2 separate regions of the Mus musculus genome follow, and region 2 is linked to region 1. The links are chromatin contacts, called in public Hi-C maps. All regions are on one chromosome and are shown on one strand. The core of a region is the stretch at or near the end of the contact, and the rest is flanking DNA. Distances in the headings are between cores, read along the strand shown. Region 1 has its middle 23 kb from the start of Aadac. Region 2 overlaps Mbnl1 (muscleblind like splicing factor 1).

Region 1 (7,243 bases), core at 2,739-5,238:
TTTTATTTATCTCATTTAAGAAGTCATTTAACCCACCCAAACTCAGAAGGCTGAAAATCTATGGTACCACTTAAAAGAAAATATTAACAGCATATGCTGTAACTCACAAGAGGAGAGTATATACTGAAGAAGGTAAAATGAAACATGAATAAGAAAAACTAGGTCAAAGATAATATTGACTAATGATAATGTAGCTTAGAGACTGCCTGTTTAAACAGTCAAAGTTTAAAAATCAAAGAACTCTCGTCATAGTTAGCTATTTGTTATCAAAATATGTCACAAGGCAGTTATCACTGTACAGTTTTTACAACCCATAAATATGACCATTTAAAAATAAATCTAGCCAGGTCTGACACTGTCTGCTGGAGCCTAAATCTGTCTTGCAGTATTGATTACAATACACTATGGTGGCTGTATAATTTGCCTCTTGCTCCCTGAGATAAAAATAACTCAGTTGACAGGTATTTTTTCCTCAGAAAATCATAAATCATAAATGTTTTCTAAAACCATTCATGGTACATTAAACAAATGCAAAAGGACACCTGGGAAAGGACACCTGGGACAGGACACCTGGGAAAGAACACCTGCCAGGCTGCACCATGTGGCAGTTCTTGCAAATGCCTCAGTATTCTGATTTCTGTAAATAGACTAAAGGAACAGTTTTAAACTCTACAGAGCATAATTAATGTTGAGGATTTGTGGTCTTTCCTCTATGTTGTTTTATCTACTGTTGTGCTTGTTCAGCTCATGCCTAGGCAGCCATGTTAGTGAGCCTTTAGGCATGTAGCCCTGAAGGTACTAGAGCTACCAGTAACTAAGGAGGGGTGATGGGGATAGAATTAGTTTCCTCCAGGGAAGAGTGAGCTAAAGGTCAGCTTTGAAAACATATGTACAAGTATCATTATACAGATTGAGCAGGCTATATTTTGGGACACCCGCACCCACACACATACACACACATACACAATTTGTAAGAGCTAATGAAAACTTGGCCCCGAATTTGAAAGAGAGAAAGAAATGTATATAAATATGAAAGGACTTGGAAAGAGAAAAGAGAAATGATGTTCTTCTAATCACAAAAAGTAAAAGAAACAATAAAGAGAAAAGAGGAAGACAAAAAGCTACACTCAAGTCTACCTGCCTTTTTTTCTTATTAGGAGCTAAAGAACATTTGTGAATAGAGGAAGTTGTATTGGCACCAGTTTGTGTTCATTATTTTATTTATCTCATTTAAGATAAATCTTACATCTTAAGATGTAAGAATTATATAAATCTCCATGCAGAGGACATTTGGAGATATTTATAATTTGAAATATTTTCTCAAATGAGCAAATGTTTCAATATTCATATTGAAACACACAAACATAGAATTATTAGGTATGTATTCTAAGACTAACTGCATTTCAGCTTACGTTGGGCAACAGCCTTTGGGGACCACAAGGGGGCAGAAGAAGTGAACTAATTCTCTAAATAATATACAGTCTCATAGAATGTCTTTCTTTATATAAATTTATTTACTTTCTAGGAATAGGAAACGTGTTCAAGGCCCTGGTAAAAGTTTTGATTATAATGACATAACAGTATAAAATGTAAAACGCCAGATCTTCTGGTTTCTAATACTTTAATGCAGAGTATATGACTAGATATAGTATATTCCACCAAAAGAAAGTGGAAGAAAACTGTGAATTGAGGTCTAGTGAAAAATAAGCAAATGAACAAATAGGATTAAGACAAATATATAAGTATATTATACCACCAATGCCACATTCAAAATTAAAAAAATAAATAAATCCTCTGTTAAAGTAATTAAGTCTAGATTCTGTACTGTCTTGGGGCTGTGGGAAAATGAAACCCACTGGGCTTCTGTGCTTATAGGGGCTTGGATTAGGTAGGTTTTAGTTTTCTTTTCCTTTTGTTTTGTTTTAAAATCCCCTCCCCAAAAGAAATAAACACCCATTGGAGACTAAGAACTATGCGTATAGGATGCTCACAAAAAGTGGTTTCCTACGCATCGGTCCTCACCTGTCCACAGTCTCGCCTTCTCTGAAAGGAGCACTGGAACTACTCTACAAGATTTCTATAAAGTCTTCCATTAATATGACCTCGGAGGGCGGGGAGCGTGTTGCACTGTGTATAGGCCATATACTTGAGTGTTTTATTTCAAACTCTTGGCAGAAAGCTTTGTCTTTCTTGCTAAAGATTCCCTAGGATAGGGGTGTATCATCAGAGGCTTGGCAAAACTCAGCATCTCAAAACCATTAACTCCCCCTAGAAGCAGGTCATGTTTTGAATTATGACAAGTTAACATGAGGGAAAACAAGTGAAAGCAATCTACTAGTGACTCTTCACATAAAGGACATTTAAGCACATCCCATCTCTGTCCCCTAAAATTACAGCAGTTTTCTTCACTGGAAATTATTCCTTTTTTTTTTTCTTAATGTGAACTTTACAGCATCATTGAGCTCTCTGATGAAATAGCTAGAGTCTTAAATAGTATACACTCTTCTAAAACCTTCAGGGTTCCTGAGATCAGAAAGAAAAGTAAAACAGGAAAAACCATTCTATAAAATCTATTGCAGAAAATGACTTTTGGCAGAGTAGCAGATAGATAAGTTAAAAATAGATGGGCCACTTTGTTGTTTCGGGGTCTTTAATTTTTTCTTAATTCCCACTGTATAGAAATTCATTGAGATGTGTAGAATTTAGGTCTGGTTTCTATTGCTGTAGCTTTTTTTCTTGGATTTTCATTTTCAAGTTCTTTATATAAAAGCCTTATAACCTTTATTATAAAGATCTTGCAAGTAAATAATGACATTAAAACTAACCAGAACCAGTGTGTATAATAAAGTTTTAATACATTTTTTCAAACATAAAAAAATAATAATTGCTTTTCAGATTCTTGTACATGAACCTGTGTTATGTTCCTAAATGGTGGCAGGCAGAGGCACAAGCGCCTAATACTCAAGCTTGTTGGTGGCTGATTTCTTAGTGCTGGAGCAAGACTTAGAGTTGTATGCCCATGAGGATATCCCTCCTCCTATGCCACAATACACTTACTATGTATTTCTGACTTTTCTAGTATGTAAGACCTAAAACTGAAAATTACAGCACTAAAATTTCTGTGAGATCTAAAAGATACCTCTGTATCCAAATCTGGTTACCATTACACAGAGCAAAGGCCAGAGAGGCAACTGAGGGCCCCACACAAATGTACATTTTAGGTTAGGCTTGGCAGTTGGCTATGGTTCAGGTGGGCTAGACCTATGGAAATTCACAAGACTGAACAAGCACACAGGATGTGCAATTAGGCTAATCCTGGAATTTAGATATGCCATGAGTGAGCTAGATACAAGTAATCTCAGTAGGTTGAGCTGGTGCATAAGATAGGTGACTAGGGCCAAGCAGAGTTTGTATTTCAGACTGATATGAAAGATGTACAGTCAGTGCCAATCCTGTATATTGGGAATAGTACATAAAGAGTTTAACAATCTTGGCTGATGTGTAGGATGTGCAGTGTTGGCTGGCTCTGGATGACACATATGGCACAAATAGTCTAGGCTCAGGCAGACTTCTATTTTTATTTGTTTACATTTCACTTGGGATTTAATTACCACACTCTTTACATTGCTGACATTCTTTTTCATGTTCTTTTTAAACTGTTGATTATGTTTATGATTGTACTTTTAAACTCATATCCTGAGGTTTGTCTGGGTAGTTATTCCTGGAGAACATGTCTACAGGACTCAATTGAGGGGCATCATATTGTTTTAGCCATTCACTTTGATTTTGGTTTTGTTGAGTGCTCTGGTCTTGTAGACTTTTTCATTGTGTGTCTGATACAAGATATTATGCCGCTTTGTTGAGTGAAAGTTTGGCTCTGTTTTTGCTATTGCTCAAGCATGGTTGATTTTAGATAAAGTATGAAGAGCTTGTATGTCAGTCCTCCAGAGTTTCCAAATTGAGTTTTTGATTGGAGTGTTGGATGTGATTCTAGCTCAGTGGCAACCAAGAAAGGGCGTGAATGTGAGACTCCTCCCTGGGTCTGCCTGGGCAAGTACACAATACCTGGGTATTGTGTCACAGTTTCTTTAATGAAAACTTTCCATCTCATAGGAAAGCTCATAAAACACAAAATGTTAAAGGGGAGATCAACATTGTATTTTAAGACAGGCTGTTTTCGGGGAGGTAAAACAACAGAATTCCTGAGGTTAAATAAAACATCCCATCCTAAAGAGAAACTCCCTAAGCTTAGGATCTCTCCCTCCCACCCATGAGTAAGCAATAAGGAGTCACTGTGAGAGAAGTCTGAGTTGACTGAGAGCAGTTGAGAGCAGTAGAACAGGTTGGAAGAGGCAAGATTAGCTACTTTTCCTGAAACCCCAGGTCAGCTGAGTTACTTGGAAAGAATGCTTTGCATGCTGGGGTGCCTGTAGGTTTCAGAAAGCTTTAGGTTCCCAACCTTAGTCCACTCACTGTCAACCACACTGGGGTAGGCTCCAGTGATGTAACTGCCCTTGTGGCATTTCTACTTTTGCAAGGAACCTCTCACCTATGTTCCTGTAAGCAGCTCTTAAAAATATTCGTTGGTTCACAAAGGAAGTTGAATTTTATCATGTGTGTACACTGCCTTACCTTTGGTTCCCTATCTGGAGTGAGTAGACATTTGTTTACATCTCCCTAGGAATAGTGTCACATCTGGTCAGAACTAGAAGGGTAAAGAAGTGTTCATCAGGGACCACAGGCAGTCACTTCTCTGGACTACAATCTGCATGGACTACGTTAGGTTTTCTGGGAGTATGAAAACTTTAAAAGAAGATGAGTGTCCAGGTCACTAATTAACCAGGCTGGGGTGGTTAGCATACCCTGAGCTAAGCCTGGGACTATGTATACATTCAATAAATGAAGTAATTTTCTTAGTAGAAAGAATGACAAGATCATCTGAGAGTAGTGGGTAGATAACCAGAGCACATCATAGCTCACCTATATTTGTCTAGTTCTTGTGGTCTTTCTCAAATTAACTGTGATATAAAATATTTCAATTAGTACATTTTTACAGTTTATTACAACAAGCTCTGTTTTAGAAAAACATAATGTGTGTTAGCTCTACCTTTCTTGCAATTCATTTTTCAAGATTTTATTCTAGTACTTATTTTGTATGGAACATAACATAAAGGGTTTTGTTGTTGTTTATTTATTTTAGTTAATATGTTGTTTACTAATATACATGTTTAAAGAATTGATTTGACTAGAATTTCTTCCTATCTTTCCCCTTAAACTTTTGTAATTAAGGAATAGTTAAAATTGGGCGGAAAATTGTTCAGTATAAACCACTTGTTTAGTACTTGCAAGTTCTTGAGTTCAATCTCTAGTACACACACACACACACACACACACACACACACACAGAGAGAGAGAGAGAGAGAGAGAGAGAGAGAGAGAGAGAGAGAGAGAGAGAGAACGCAAATAAACTTCAACATTCCAAGGCAAGTTTTACAGGCAGAGGGATGTAACTAGAAAATATCATCCTGAGTAAAGTAACTCAGACTTGAAAGGACATGCATGGTATATTCTCACTAATAAGTAGATATTAGCCTAAAAACTACAGAACACCTAGACTTTAATCTGCAGAACTCAAGAAGGTTAACAAATAGAAGTGTTCATGTAAGGATGCTTCAGTCCCACTTGGGAGGGGGGAGAAAATAATCATGGGTCCAGAGAGAGGGAGGGACCTAGGTGGGAGTGGTGAGGGGGCAAGAAAAGGAGAGGCGTGATCATGAATGGGGGAGGAATACAGGAGAGAAGCCCTGAGGGCCAGCAGAATGAATGGAAATATGCAACGTGGGGCAGGTGGAGGTGAGGAGACCCTTTAGAAAGTATCAGAGACCAGGGAGGTGAAAGACTCAAAGTACTCAAAGGGAGGGACCTTAGATGCAATGTACAACAATGGAGATAGGGAATTTATAGAGTCCACCTCCAGTTCAAAGACAGGGCTTCAAGTGGAAGGATGGGATTGTCATCCCACAGTCAAAAACTCTGACCCAGAATTGTTCCTGTCTAAGAGACCTTCAGGGACAAAAATGGAGACAAGACTAAGAGAAAGGAGGTCCAGTGAACTGCCCAACTTGGGATCCATCTCCAATGCCCGACACTACTAATGATGCCATGGTGTTCTTATAAACAGAAGCCTAGCATGGCTATCCTCTGAGAGACACAACAAGCATCTGAGACTGATGCAGATACTTACCTCCAACCATTGGGCTGAAGTCAGGACCCCCTGTGGTTGAATTAGGGAAAGGCTGGAAGAAGCTGAGGAGGGACCCTGTAGGAAGACCAGAAGTCTCAAGTAACCTGGGACCGCTGAGATCTTTCAGACACCGAGGCACCAACCAGGCAGCATACAGGAGTTGGTCTGAAGCTCCCAACACATACACAGTATAGGATTGCATGGTCTGGCCTCAGTGGAAGAAGATGCACCTAACCCTCGAGAGACTTGAGGCCCCCAGGAGTGGGGAGGCCTGGTGGTAGGGTTGGGGGGAATGGAGACATCGGGGAGGAAAAATAGGATGAGGAACTGTGGGAGGACAGACCAGGAGCAAGGGCTGGACTGTAACAAAATAAAAGCAATGATAACAACAACAACAACAACAACAGAGTGTAAACTTTAAGACAAAATAATTATTAGAAAAAAAAGGAAAAACTTAAGTTACTAAGTACTCAGAGTTGACAAAATTCTAAACTTACAAAACATTTTGCTGTTTTTGATGCTGTGTTGGTCCACATGACACTCCAAGATTCCCCAGCATTATCAAGGAGAGGTAGGTACACATAGTATGCCTCAAAAACCTCATAGGAGGAACAACAATATGAACTTACAAGTACCCCCAGAGCTCCCTGGAACTAAATCACCAACCAAAGAAAACACATGGTGGGACTCATGGCTCTAGCTGCATATGTAGCAGAGGATGGCCTAGTCGGTCATCAATGGGAGGAGAAGCCCTTGTCCTGTGAAGGTTCTATGTCCCAGTATAGGGGAAAGCCAGGCCCAGGAATCGGGAGAGAGTCGGTTTGTGAGCAGGGGGAGGAGGGAAGGGACAGGGGGTTTTCAGAGGGGAAACTAGGAAAGGGGATAACATTTGAAATGTAAATAAAGAAAATATGTAATAAAAAATAACCAAATACTCTTTCTGTCCTAGATGTTTCCTCGGATCTTTGTATATTGTGAATACAACCAATATACTTTAAC
Region 2 (7,243 bases), core at 1,786-4,285, 460 kb before region 1:
GAGCTATTCTGCTAACTTTGCCACATAGTCCTCCTGTCCTCCTTCTTTCTCTTACTAAGTTCCTTCCCGCCCCCCCCCCAAAAAAAAAACCAAAAAACAAAAACAACAACACATTCAACTCACAGTGACCATATTGAATGAATAAACCAAAAAAAAAAAAAAACAAAACAAAACAAAAAACAAACAAGACAAAACAAAACGCAGAGATGGGATCATCATGTGCACTGCTTAATGTCTTCCGATCACCCTTGAGATGAGCTCAGGGAAAACGGAGATCTAGCCCTGGAGGGATCTGCTGCTCATTCAAGGACATAACTAACAACTATTATCAAAGGTGAGAAGTACACAGCAGGCTGAGGAGTTAAAGAGGTCAGAGGAGACTTCGACGTGGGCAACAGATCTAGGGTTGAAGTGGAAGAACAGTTTTGGTTTGGGGGTTTGGGGGGCAGGGGGAGCTTGGTGTTGCTGTTTTGTTTTGTTGGGGTTTGTTTTTAGATTCAGTGCCTGGGACTGAACCCACATCCGTGCACGTGCTAGTCAGGTGCTCTGTCACTGGGCGGCAGCACTGGCACAGGAAGAAGGACTGTTTCATCAGGCACAGAAAAGGCAACAAGACAAAGGGCAGCCAACAAAGTCGGGCCTGGGAATCCCGGACCATGAAGACCACAGACTGGACTCTATGGAGCCACTACAAGCAATGGGGTTGGCCCCAGCTCTGGGCTGGGATCAAGTCCGAATGGGTCAGTGCCCAAGAACTCGGCGTGTGCTTCCTGAGTGCTGAGAATTCATCCTTCCCAACATCCAACCCCCAAGGGCTGAGCAGCTGCGTCATCCCACTGAGTATCTAAGGGTTAAAAGTAAAACACAGCACAGGGTAGGAAAAAAAATCTTATTAAATAAGTCGGATTCTTGTCTTAACTTCCTAGAAATCTTGCTTTAGTTGCAGCAGAGTGGAGATAAATTTAATGCTTGGTTTCATCTCAACTGCTCTAGTCATATCTTCCCTTCTAACCAGTTGTTCTTTTACAGTTGTGTTTGATGCACACTTTACTGTAGTAAGCCAACGCGATTTTTAAAATTGCTTTTGTTTTGATGAAGTGCATCATATATAAATAAAACTAAAGCAAACTCTGACCTGTTTATAAAACTGGAGGTGAATAACAAACTTTTAAAAGTTAAGAGAATTTAAAAGTCATCAATTAAGTAAATCTCATTACTCTATAAATATTTCAATGAGAGTCATAACCAATTAGAGCACAATACCCAGTTACTGAAATTGGCAATTGCTCTGAACTCTACAGTCCCTGGGTTCAGCAATCTATGTGTTCACCCAGCTATCTAGTTTGACCTTCCCTGTGAATCAGCACTGCTACTCTGATGCCAAAATGACCTTCTGAAACTTACAAAGCTTCCAAGGCTGCAGATATTTTCAGCTGTATCAGCCTGGCTGTCACAGAGTTCTGCATGACATTGAGTGGCAAAGCTGGCACCTCCTGCACCAGCCTGACCTTTTAAACTCATGAGATGTTGCTGCCACTCAAAGTTGGATTTTCTCTTTCTACATAATTTTATGAAGCTGTTCCTCTTGGTTAATTGTCAGGTAGTGATTCTAAGCATAAAATCTCATTTTTCTTTACATGAAAATAAATATATTCTTTTAGGCACATATAGTAAATCTCTCATCATCACACACTTTAAATAAATTTTAATTTCAACCTATAAATTATAATTTTGAAATTACTGAAAACATTAGAAATATTTAATATACCTACTAAGTGTCAGTATTGCTATAATGGCCACTATCAAATTCTTAAAATTTCTATATTTTACAATATATTTAGTATCCATGTTGACTATAATGCATTCAAGGTACAGTACAATTTCAAGAACAGAGGGGCCAATGTCAGTACACACAGCAACAGCTGCATGCTTAATTTATTTCCTTTTTCTCTGATATTTTAAACAGGAACACTGCTGTTTATTTCCCTTGCTAAACACTGTATTAGTGTGGAATTTTCAAACCTAAGCATCGTTATCTATAAAGATACAGCTCTGCAGTTATCTTTGAAATTGTTGATACATAAAGGGAAATATTAATACTATTATCAGTAATGAAAATATAAGTAAATCGGTTAAAATTAATGTAAGTGGAAGAAAATGGAAGTGGAATTTAAGTCACTAAGGCATGCTAGGAAGGTTCTGAATAACAGGAGCTATCAACTGTTTGATGTCAATCTTTCCTGAGAGCACAGTTAGATATTTACATATGCACACATATATTAGTGTATTTCTATTTCCTTCTATTTAGAGGAGATAATGTTCAATATTGTTATAAATTTTCATTAGTAATACAAACGTGCAAAATGACTTAACATTTCAATACAAATCTGTAAACTAACCCATTAATGGGAGAACCAATCCCTTTGACACATTCATCCTGTTCCATTTTAGCTTCAGTTCCTCGGATACTTTGTCATCCTTTATAGAATATACAGGGACATATGGGTGTAACACAAAACTGTGTATGCACCCCACACTCATGGAGATGAAGGAAACTGGGGAGGGAAGTAAAAATATTATTCAGATATCTCTAGTAATTACAGAAGAATTTGATTTTGTATTATTTTAATGATTAAAACAGGTATCTTTTATAATGAGAGAAATTAAATTAATTCTCAATAATGCAGTTGAGCAGACAATCAGAGTACTTGCTCCATCCTTCTTGGGCTCAAGACATTTCTTCAAATGTGTCACTAGGCAAGCCAGCCACCACAGCTATTGGGAGAGAATCTGTTACAAGTGACATCAGATACAGATGCAGCTATCTTTGAAATTGTTGATAAATAATAGGAAATATTTTGAGTCAGCTAATATCAGTAACAAAAGGATGGATAAATAGGTTAAAATTTAACTGAAGTGGAAGAAAACGGTGGCGATGATTTTTGAATCTAAAATTAGATTCTGCTGGTCTTGGCAAGTGCTGGGGTAAAGGTATTAAATTGAGAACAGCAAACATGGTACAGACCACAGGGCAGACTAGGCCATCTGATAGAGCCCTCATTCCAAAGCCAAGGCACTCCACATCCAGTCTGTCTCCTGTAAGTCTATGCCCATCATTCTTTTTTTTAAACCTCTTCACATCTTACCTCTTCATTAAGACTTTACTTAACTAACTTGTAGTAGCCCTTGAATGTGTGTGTGTGTGTGTGTGTGTGTGTGTGGTGTATGGTGTGTATGGTGTGTGTGTGTGTGTGTGTGTGTGTGTGTGTGTGTGTGTGTGTGTCTATGTGTATTTTAACTTAATCCAGACCATATCAAGGCCAAGAAAGCAGCACAGCCGGTGCAGAACTGCAGGCTGCAAGCTGCAGGCTGCAGCAGGATTGAGGCCAGGTTTCCATAGCACTTTCCTGTTGGCCCCGGAGCAAATGACACGCTCTTATTCTTCCCAAGCATCTGTTTCCTCACCTATGAGCCATAGTGAGCGACATGCCTGCTTCTCACGGAGCTTAAGAACTATGTATGGTCACAATACTAAAAGAATAGCTATCCACCAAGAAAGGAGCTGCTTACACATGATCATGATTAACCGTCAGATCAGTTCCGGTTGGCTTGTCTTCATTATTTCACTTAGAATAGGCCACCCATTTTAAAAGATCAGAAACCATGTTTTTTTTTTTTTTTTTTTTTTTTAATGTCAGTCAAAATCCTACAATGAACTCCTGATGCAGTGGTCCTTAAATATTTACTACTTAAACTGAGCAATGATAAGCACTCAAATAGAAGGGATAGGTTGTCCAACCTAGAATGCAGATTGGATCCTGAGAATAAAGAGCAAACACTGAGAGGTGAACAGGGTCTTACAGAACTTGCACACTTGCACGGTCACCATTGGAGAGCTTGGAAGCAAGCGGGACAGGAAAGAAGGAAGAAAGCAAACGCTGCTTCCTGCACAGAGAGAAAAGGTAGAGAGAGAAAAGCCCACTGTGCATATCTGAACCCTTGGTTAATAAACCTGAAATCAGCTCAACTCTAACTTATGGCTTTTCCTTTCCTCTCAACACAAAACTTGTAGGCTCTAACACTTGACTGTCAATACTCAAGAAGTTTTATTTTAATTATCTCTTTTATTTTCTGAGATTATAATACATCATTCCTCCTTCCTCCAAACCCTCCCTATATTCCTCCTTGTTCTTCAAAATCATGGCCTCTTTTTCATCAACTATCATTATATTCACATATGTATGTATATGTCTGTCTCACACACACACACACACACATACACACACACACACACTCACAAAGCCTGCTCAATCTATTAATTAACATCTAATATGATGAATTTTGTGAGAAACAACTGGATTCAATTCTGCATAGCCAGATGATACCGTGGTTGGTCATGCTCATTCATGAAGGACTTCAAAAGAAATAGTTTAAATACTTGGTCACATCATTTTAACAAATTTTAAATCAGTTTTGCCTTTTCTTAAATGAATTAAGTTTTCTTAAACATGTTTTGTTTTGTTTTTCTGACTATACTTACACAAACTCTACACTACGGGAGAAGCTCTTCTGTGCCTGCATTGCTTTATTCCATGGTTATTGGTGACTATTTCTATTACTGCACTGAAGAGTACTGGGAACACAACATCTTGCTCATCCCTATCTACAACGGATCATCCTGACAGGCCACATATGGCCAGTGCACTCAACAGTATTTGCTAAAGAAAAACATTTGCTTGGGAACCAAAATCAAGACAAAGACAACTCTATTCTCCTCTTTAAAAAAAGAAGGTATTTGCTATATGTTCTAATAGCTCACAAAAGAAGCATTTGTTAGCAAAGTGATATATCCCCTACAGAGTGAGTCTTCAATGAGAAAGTATCCACTACAGCTGCAGCACAGACTGGTGTAATAAGTGAGCATATACTAACAATGTGAGAATGAGCCATGAAGGCAGAATATGCTTTGTACTTTCATGTATCGCTTCTCGGTGAAAATTCTATGGTAGCATATTATTGCAGGAAAATACAGTAGACGTGTGTTGATGAATTCTGCATTGGTAGACCAAACCAAACCTTAGCTGAGGATGTTTAGAAAATAATGCACATGTGTATGTTGTATGGTATTACTCATAATAGGAATCTAGACATAGCTTAAAATATAGGAGTACATGCATTTGCAAGTCTGCTGAGCACAGAGAGAGTATCCATGGGTTTGGCCATCCATGCATGGGGGGATGGGGCAGTTCCCAGAACAATGAGCATGGAGTCTGAGGACAACTGCACATTTGAACTTCCCAAAGCTTTCTCTAACAGAAGCCTGAACTGATGTGCCAACGGTCAAGTGCTGAGACAAGCCACCCAAGTGTGAGCCCATCCAATGTCAGCTGACAGCAGGGGTGTCTTAAGGATTCTAAGTTTTACAAATTAAGAAAAATAAACAAACTCAGAGCACTTTTTGAGCTCTATACAATTTGTAGTCTAATGCTGAAGCAAGACCGGTTTTGTTTTGCTTTCTTGTTTTGTCTTTTTCTTTTGTTTTATTTTTACTTAAATCTGCATCTTCTTGACCAGGCATGGTGCCTTCCATCTCTTTCTCAACTCTCAGGAAGCCAGGAAAGGAGAACTACTCTACAGAATGTGTCTCAGGCCGGCCTAGGCTTCAGAAGGCGTCTCTAAGTCAAAACTTATATTTAAAAATTACTGTAAAATGGCATATTTATTCCCACACTCTTGTCACATAAATAAGGAGGGTACTGTGAGAAGTGACCTGACTTCAACTGGCTACTGATCAGCTGTGTGAATCTAGGTGATTCTCAGCATCCTCATCAATATCAGGAGGACGAGATCTGCCTCCAGCACTTAGCTGCTAAGCACTTTTAGGCTGTTTTTCTGCTCCCAGTATTTTTCTGGAAACAATGTATCTTTCACACAAAGACCATGTTCCAATATGAGAGCTCTGTGTTTATAGCTACCACCCACATTCCACAAAGATGATTTTGTAATAGGTGCCCAAATATATTCATTAATGATTTTTTATCAGATAAGACTGAGTGCTGTTCTTATTGCTCACAGTGGTAAAGTTTTAAAGGGAACAGCACATATTAAGCTTTGATTCATAACTGAGAAGACATAACAGTCTTCTTCCTAATGTTCACTTTAATATACAATGTCTGCAATTTAAAAAAAAAGAAGGAAAAAAAAAAGGCCCTAGGCTTCAGATGTATACAACTCTGAGATAGCAAGTTCCCTTAAACAGTGTGTAGCAAGTATGGTCCCCTTGAAAGCATCATGCAGAATTAAGTTTAAGTATACATTTTTCAGTAGTCTCAAGCATTTTCCAATTATTTTTGGGGAAGGTCATGCAATACCTCAGAGAGAATTGATACCCAGGTCATGTGTATTCTGAGACTCCCTGCGCTCATTTTCTATGCTCCTAAAATCTCGTAGCATCTTCAAGGTAAGGATAGCAAAGCCTCCTGTGCATGCCACCACCTTGACAAGGCAATTTTTCCTGAACGTTGTTCTAACACTGCAGTTCAAAGGCTGGCTCAAATTCATTTAGAGCAAATTTGTCTAGTTCAAATCTGCACGATGATGGATTCAGAGAGTGGGCAACGCAGGGATTCTAATGTGAACTTTCAGTGAGTCTTAGTTGTTAACAGGGCACACTTTCCAAGCTTAGCAACGCACTGTCATTTTATCTGAACAGCACAAGGCAGAAACTAAGTAAGGAAGAATTGAATAGCAAGAAAAAAAAAAGTTATCTAATGCATGTGCTATTTTCATAATAGCCACAAGACATTTAAAAAGCAAAATAAAGCAACATTATTTTCTTGTTCTACATAAACAATTTGAAAGTATTAATAATGTCAATTCTATAGTCTTTCTATGGAATAGAATCTACTGAGGTAGTAAGCATCAAGTAGTTACAAATAGAGTATTTTATGTATGACACAGCACGTGTATAGAGTCCTAAGTGTGTAGGGGCAGAGGTTAACCTCATCTTCCTCTAGATCTTCATCTTTTGAAATAGAACCTCTGAGCCTGAACTCAACAACTGCCTAAATGGGCTGGCCAGGACCCTCCCTTCTCCACCTCCCAGAGCTAGGATGCAGGTGTGCGCCACCATAATCGTCTTATAGAAGTTACAGGATCTGACCTCAGGCCCTCACACCCTCACACTTATACAGCAAACACTTGACCCAAGAACATCTCCCCAGTTCCTATACACAAAATCTTT

What was found. A called contact is a pair of places that touch in the nucleus more often than the background predicts.
Region 2: a contact with region 1 is called in a Hi-C map of liver, with 2.1 times the contacts expected there. The contact joins two enhancer-like sites. A contact is called at or near these places in 1 of 15 datasets of contacts at CTCF or cohesin (large pre-B cells), 1 of 484 Hi-C or Micro-C datasets (liver) and 3 of 115 datasets of contacts at active chromatin or transcription factors (bone marrow-derived macrophages, forebrain and large pre-B cells).

Annotation. Positions count from the first base shown.
Region 1 is chr3:60,050,841-60,058,083 of GRCm38.p6, reverse strand. No RefSeq gene overlaps it. Among named protein-coding and RNA genes, the nearest start is that of Aadac, 23 kb to the right of the region's middle. Within about 2 kb of position 3,988, at least 16 of the 459 cell types and tissues checked have an H3K27ac peak or open chromatin away from gene starts, as enhancers often do. A contact at or near this core is called in liver, where this site is marked.
Region 2 is chr3:60,509,778-60,517,020 of GRCm38.p6, reverse strand. All of the region lies in intron 1 of Mbnl1 (muscleblind like splicing factor 1), which reads right to left. Among named protein-coding and RNA genes, the nearest start is that of Mbnl1, 12 kb to the right of the region's middle. Within about 2 kb of position 3,035, at least 27 of the 459 cell types and tissues checked have an H3K27ac peak or open chromatin away from gene starts, as enhancers often do. A contact at or near this core is called in liver, where this site is marked.